Regions from separate parts of the Mus musculus genome. Here region 1 is linked to region 2. Evidence: chromatin contacts called from public promoter capture Hi-C data. All regions are on one chromosome and are shown on one strand. Each heading gives the region's core, a stretch centred on a gene start, on an enhancer-like site or on the middle of the called end of the contact. The rest is flanking DNA. Distances are from core to core; before and after follow the strand shown. Region 1 overlaps Babam2 (BRISC and BRCA1 A complex member 2). Region 2 overlaps Babam2 (BRISC and BRCA1 A complex member 2).

Evidence for each region. Capture Hi-C pulls out chosen DNA fragments and counts their contacts.
Region 1: a promoter capture Hi-C map of adipose tissue shows a contact between it and region 2, with 2.1 times the contacts expected there. The contact joins two enhancer-like sites. A contact is called at or near these places in 1 of 15 datasets of contacts at CTCF or cohesin (the NIH/3T3 cell line), 1 of 115 datasets of contacts at active chromatin or transcription factors (CD8 T cells) and 2 of 9 other capture datasets (adipose tissue and liver).

Annotation. Positions count from the first base shown.
Region 1 is chr5:32,038,254-32,041,134 of GRCm38.p6, forward strand. All of the region lies in intron 10 of Babam2 (BRISC and BRCA1 A complex member 2), which reads left to right. Among named protein-coding and RNA genes, the nearest start is that of Gm52770, 41 kb to the left of the region's middle. Within about 2 kb of position 1,383, at least 14 of the 459 cell types and tissues checked have an H3K27ac peak or open chromatin away from gene starts, as enhancers often do. A contact at or near this core is called in adipose tissue, where this site is marked.
Region 2 is chr5:31,770,590-31,773,683 of GRCm38.p6, forward strand. All of the region lies in intron 3 of Babam2 (BRISC and BRCA1 A complex member 2), which reads left to right. Among named protein-coding and RNA genes, the nearest start is that of Babam2, 74 kb to the left of the region's middle. Within about 2 kb of position 1,477, at least 4 of the 459 cell types and tissues checked have an H3K27ac peak or open chromatin away from gene starts, as enhancers often do. A contact at or near this core is called in adipose tissue, where this site is marked.

The DNA of each region.
Region 1 (2,881 bases), core at 133-2,632, 270 kb after region 2:
TAGGGTAAGAACCACGAATACATTCAGATAGACAGAAGTCACGCATGAGCAGGTTCTCAAATTTGTTGCCAGTCCTCTTTTGGGAGTTTAGAGAAGGAAGGAAGGAAGAGGGAATAGGTGGTAGCTGGTAGAGCTGATGCCAGGAGGGCAGCTTGGAGAACGGGATGGTCTCCAAACAAGCATTGTTCAGCATAGAGTGTAGCCCCTCCTAAGAAGACCATGGAGGAGTGACATGTGGCTAGTGCCACCTCCAGCCCTGCCTCTGAAACCACTAAGGAGAGTATGCTTTTCCTTCTCTGCTACAGTCCATGGAGAGGGCCACTTGAGAGGCATAGAATAGAGTTGCCCCTTGGACCTGAGATTTTGTCAGACCAGCTAGGACAGGTCACAAGCCCCACCATCTACATCTTATCTTCTAAGTAAAAGAGACACATTAGAAGTCACAGGAACTCTAGCTAGTCCCAGGGGCAGCAGCCTGTGTTAGCAGTCCTCTGGCTGTTGTGATTGATTGCCTCTGACTCCTCAATGGCCAGCCCAGGCAACTTACTTTTTAACTTTCCCTTGAGTTCTCCTGCCCTTAGTCTGGAGTTTGACAGCCATGCACACTGGACTTTTCAAATAAACCACAAACTCACCTTTTCATTTCTAAACATGCTTTTAATAATGTTCTCAAATGAACCTATTCTCACATGAACCACAATTGTGTGTGGCTTTTATTTTGTTTTGTATTCATGTTTTTTGGTTGGTTGGTTGGTTGCTTTTTTTTGAGACAGTTTCATGAGGCATAGGCTGGCCTAGAACTGTCTGAGTAACCCAGGCTAGCCTTAAACTTCCAGTCCTTCAGCCTACACCTCCCAAGTGCTGGAATGATAGGCCCACACCAACACCACCACACTTGGCTAAAAGTTTGTTTTAAATAGTTGAAGTCCCAAGGGTCATTTTGTGCTAGTTTAAAAGCCCACAGTCAAGAATGTTCTTGGTCACATTCATAGAGTTTCATGCCAACAGCTCTCTCATTTTGTACAAGTCTTAAACTATCCTTTCACCAAATTCACACAGACATTTAGATGCTGGGGGTGGGAAGTGCACTTACTGAAAGCATCCTGCAGACCAGTGCTTCTCAACCTGTAGGCTGTGACCCCTTTGGGGATCAAATAACCCTTTCACAAGGGTCTCCTAAGACTGTCAGAAAATACAGATATTTACATTACCATTCATAGCAGTAGCAAAATTAGTTATGAAGTAGCAACAAAAATCATTTTATGGTCAGGGTCACCGTGCCTGGACTGTATTAAAGGGTCGCAGTAGTAGGCCAAGGGTTCAGACACCTCCTAACCATGCCAGTGCCTGCTCCTGTACTGCTTTGCAGATTTCTGTTTGATTTTTCTGTGAACTGAGCTTGCGGAATGACTTAGCAAACCAAACAAAGAACCAAGCCTGTTTCAGCATGAGCCAATTAATAATAAATCTAAAATGAAACATTTGGCCTCTGGCAGCAGAGATCTTCCTCACAGTGTGTGTTGGTGAGGGGTCAGAGGCAAAGCAGGCAAGGGTGCCACATTGCTGTATAAGCATTAGCAGGCACACTGAGAAGGCCTTAGCTGTTAAGTCTATCACAGAGTCTGTTTGAGATGTGACCAGGTTTATTTCAAGGTCCTTTAAAACTTGAGTTTCTTCTTTATTTCTAATCTAACTCTCTTCATTAATCCTTAAAGACTCATAGGCTTCGGTTTCTGAATTCAGAACTCTTTAGTGTTCCAAGCAGAAGTTTAGCCCAAAGCTAGATTATAGAATAGGTTATATGATAGCAGGAGACACATCAGGCCTCTCATAGCTGCCCTTAGCAGCATACAGGAATATCACAGAGACTGTAGCTAGGACCATGAGCTAGAACAAGGAGTAGAGTAGTCATTAAGCTGACATCTGTATATAGGTCAGATAGAAAACCATCTCCTAGGACCTGAGGAAGCTTATTTATTGATCTATTCCATATGAACATTGATTAGTATGTTGTTTGGAACTGCCTTAATTGGTAGATGTGTGGGCAGCCTTGCCAATTGCTCTGGCAAAAACCTGTAAGTATGTCCAAAAGTATGTCCAGCTGTCTTATGTAGGCCAATACTGGTTTTTGAATGAATGTATATTCATATTTCTCTTGATCCAAGGTAGAAGTCAGTATGACGAAAGTGTCTTTGAAGGCAATCCTCACCACGATGGAAATAGAAGAATGAAGGGAGTCGAAAATGACCAAGTTTATGCTTGGCAGAGTTGTAAACTGAGTCTGATGTTTAGTGAACTTAGAGCAGGTAGGAAGAGCTCTTTTCCCCATAAATGCCAGAACACTCTCATGGTGTTAGAACTATTAGATTTCAAATCTGAAGGCTTGAGTTCAATGCTAGTTCTTCCTGATTGAAATAAGGTACTATCTGTTCCTGAGTTAGTATTCTCTGAGTAGGATTGTGTACCAGGCCAGAAAGCTATCTTTAAGCATAGTGCTTGTATCCAGGCCTCTGGAAATTAGCAGGCTGGAGTATAAGTGTGAAGTCAGAGAAGATGTAAACTTTTTGAAGTTATCAGATGGTCTTCATCGATGGATGGACTTCCTGGAGGAAGAACTACTGGGCCTCACAGGGCTAGCAAGTCCCTCAACTAAGCTTTGAGATTGAGACTGGTGAGAAGATGGAGGGGTGAGGGCAGTTAAAATGTGGCAAAGAAGTAGAAGGTCAGCTGTGCTGTGGAGACCCTGGAGAACAGAATGAGCAACAGTGTTGAGTGCATTAACACTCTATAGATAGGGCAATAAAGTATTTTTCCTATCAAAAGAAGAAAACAAGGGCATTGAAACATCAAAAACAAAAATTCAAGTCTAAGATCATTGTAC
Region 2 (3,094 bases), core at 227-2,726:
AGCCCTGTATCCCATCAGTTTAATGTAGATTTTTCTATTTACATTTTCCTTTTCTTTATTTTCCTTAGGCACAGAGCACTTGATTGCCATCCCCACCTCCCCCACACCCCCAGTTGCTTTCCATTTCAAGACTGTTTTCAGAGTCTACTGAAGGGCGATGTCTCTCTTTCTTCCTTGTAGATGCAGAGCTGCTTGGCATGACTTTCCTTTTCCCTATTTGTGATCGACATTAGACCATTAGCCAGGCATGATCCCAGTACTCAGGAAGCTGAGGTGGGAAGGAAGGGCTAGACATTGATGCTAGTCTCAGCTACATAGTGAGAGCCCACCTCAGAAAAGAATAAAGGTAAGGAGATGTAGCCATCCTTTCGATCTCTCTCACAGCAATGTTTACCTTATAGAAATGGAGACGAAAGTGTGGAGTAGTCCAGAGGTAGCCCTGAGGCCACATGTTTCAGAGAGTGGACACGAACCCAAATTCACCCTGATCCTTAGCACAGCATAAAGAAGATGACAGCAGCAACATCTCATTTGCCACTTTCCTGCAGTTTTGTTCTCCCAGATTCATTTGTTTTGAAAATAAGATTTAATTCTTAACTAGTTTTTAGGACTACAGCCATCATAAAAGATGGAGACAGTCTCTTTTCTTTTTTAATGAGGTCAGTTGCATCACAGTCATTAAAGAAGAGCTGGTAATAGATGGCACTAATGAGACAGCTTCTGAATATGCATTGGGAGATTACAAAGACTAACGCTTTCTGCAGGAGAATATTCATTGCTTATTAAAGTAATGCTAATTTTTAGCAGTTGGTTTAGAATATTGTTATCTTATGCCTTGAAATAAGTATACAAAAATAGGGGTTAAAAGTTCACTTAAAACTTAGTTTAATATCTGAGGACAGGTCATTCTGTGCCATTCATTAGGCTGAATTTCTTAGAATCAGTGACGTAGTAGAATCTTTCAGACACACCTAAGGGTCATGTAGCTTAGTTTTCTGGAAACTGTCCTCTCTTTTCTCTGCCTGTCCCGGGCCAGGACCTTGGGCCTGATAGACATTAGACATGTGCTTTGTCACTGAGATATTTAGTCCTCATTTTACTTTGAGATCGTATATTGCTAAACTGTCCACGCTAGCCTTGGACTCGTGATCCTCTTGCCTCACCTCTTAACTGTTTGCATTGCAAGCATGCATCTGAAACCCTGACTCTGTAAACTGCTAAAAGATCTGTTTTTTTAAAAAAATTTTTTATTGTTATAATTAATTATTATTTACCAAATGGAGATAGGATAGGTATTGTTAAATTAGTTAGGGACTACTGTGTAGAATGTTGCTAACAGGGTATTTAGCATCCGTGTAGAAAGTTAAGGAAGAAAGTGATTTATAGGTATGTTTCTATCTCTCCTCATCTCTCCAAGGTCTTACTCTGGTCCAGACTGGCCTAAGACAACAGTTCTCCTGCCTTGGCCTCCCAAGGGCTAACTGCAGAGAACAGAATGTACTGGCCGATGGACTGAGCACATTTCGCTGGAACTGATCATGGAAAGCTGGGTGGCTTTTCTCTCATACCTTCTTTCATCCCTTTATGTTCTTCCTCCTGCCTCAGGGTTTGCTCCTGTACTGTCCAGGTCTTACTACTTGCCATGTGTAGCAATAGACGCTGACATGTGACCAGTCTGAATTGAAATGTAATGTGTGAAATACATGGCAGATTCTGAAGTGTTATTATTTAAAAAAAAAAGTCATATATCTCATAACTCTTATATTGATTATCTTTTTATATTGATTATCTACTTTTATATTGTTTATATTGTTTCATTTCATGTATGTATATATATATGTGTGTGTGTATATATATATATATATATATATATATATATATATATTAATTTAACCATTGGGATTAATTATCTGTTCAAGATAGGGAAGAGTAAACACCCTCTACCTCATCTTTCTCACCATTTGTAAGTAAATCCCCCAGAATACAGGACATGACTGAGGACTCTGAAGAAGAAATAATTATTGACATATGCAAGAGTTTGGCTCGATCTTGCACGTCTTAAAGCTAACTGAGAGAAGCGCAGATGAAAGCTTCCATGTAACTCTATTTGTTTGATGTTCTGGAAAAGTAACTTTAAAGGGACAAGGGGGAGAGCAGAGGCTGTTGTCAAAGAGGAAGAGGAAGTGTCAAAGTCTAGTCATAAAGGGTTGGAGGAAGGCTGTTCTGGAGAAAGAATTAGTCTGTGCCCTCATGTTGGTGATATTGTACACAGGTATATCTGTGATAATGCAACTTTTGTAACATCTAAAAAGCAAATTTACACATAAAAAAGTTAAAATTAAATTTCATTTGTTTCCATTTTACTCTTTGGTGTTATTGCCAGTGAGTCCAAACGGGTGACTCACACTATTATTTGTACCTTGTGGTGCTCCCATAGTGGAAATGCCAAGTCTGGAGAGAGGGATGCGCTGAGAGGAGGTCTTGTAAGAAGAACAAAGACATGGAGATGGCCCACGTTTAGTTGTCCCTATTTTCATTTTTTTTTCTACAAATGTATTTTCAGTGCCTAGTACATGAAAACTATACTCCTCAGATGTAATTCCTTATAGTCCGTTTTCTTTCATAGCAGAAAAGACACAGTCCTTCAGGACAAAACACGCCTTGTACAATAAAATCATTGCCATATTAATTATTGCTCATCAGTGATGTCTTCCAATTTGTAGGCAAAATGTTATTTGACAAAGCTTTTCAACATATTAATGAGGATATCTTTGGGGTCCATATTCAGGTTGAAAATTACTGAGTTGATATTATTGTTTAAATGTTTTTTTTTTTTCCTCCAAGAGGCACTGATATATTGATCTATGGATATTGTAAAGGTGATGTCCTGGTGGGTGGCCTTTCTTTTTCTCAGCTTGATACAAGCTAGAGTTATCTGGGGAGAGGAACCACAATTGAGAAATTGGTAATTGATAGCAGAGTGTTGTTGAACCCAGATAACTGTATTCAAATTGTCCCAGTGGTGTCAGCAGTGTTCCTTGATACCTGCCCCAATGTTTTGGGTTCTCAAATGAAAGACACACACACACACACA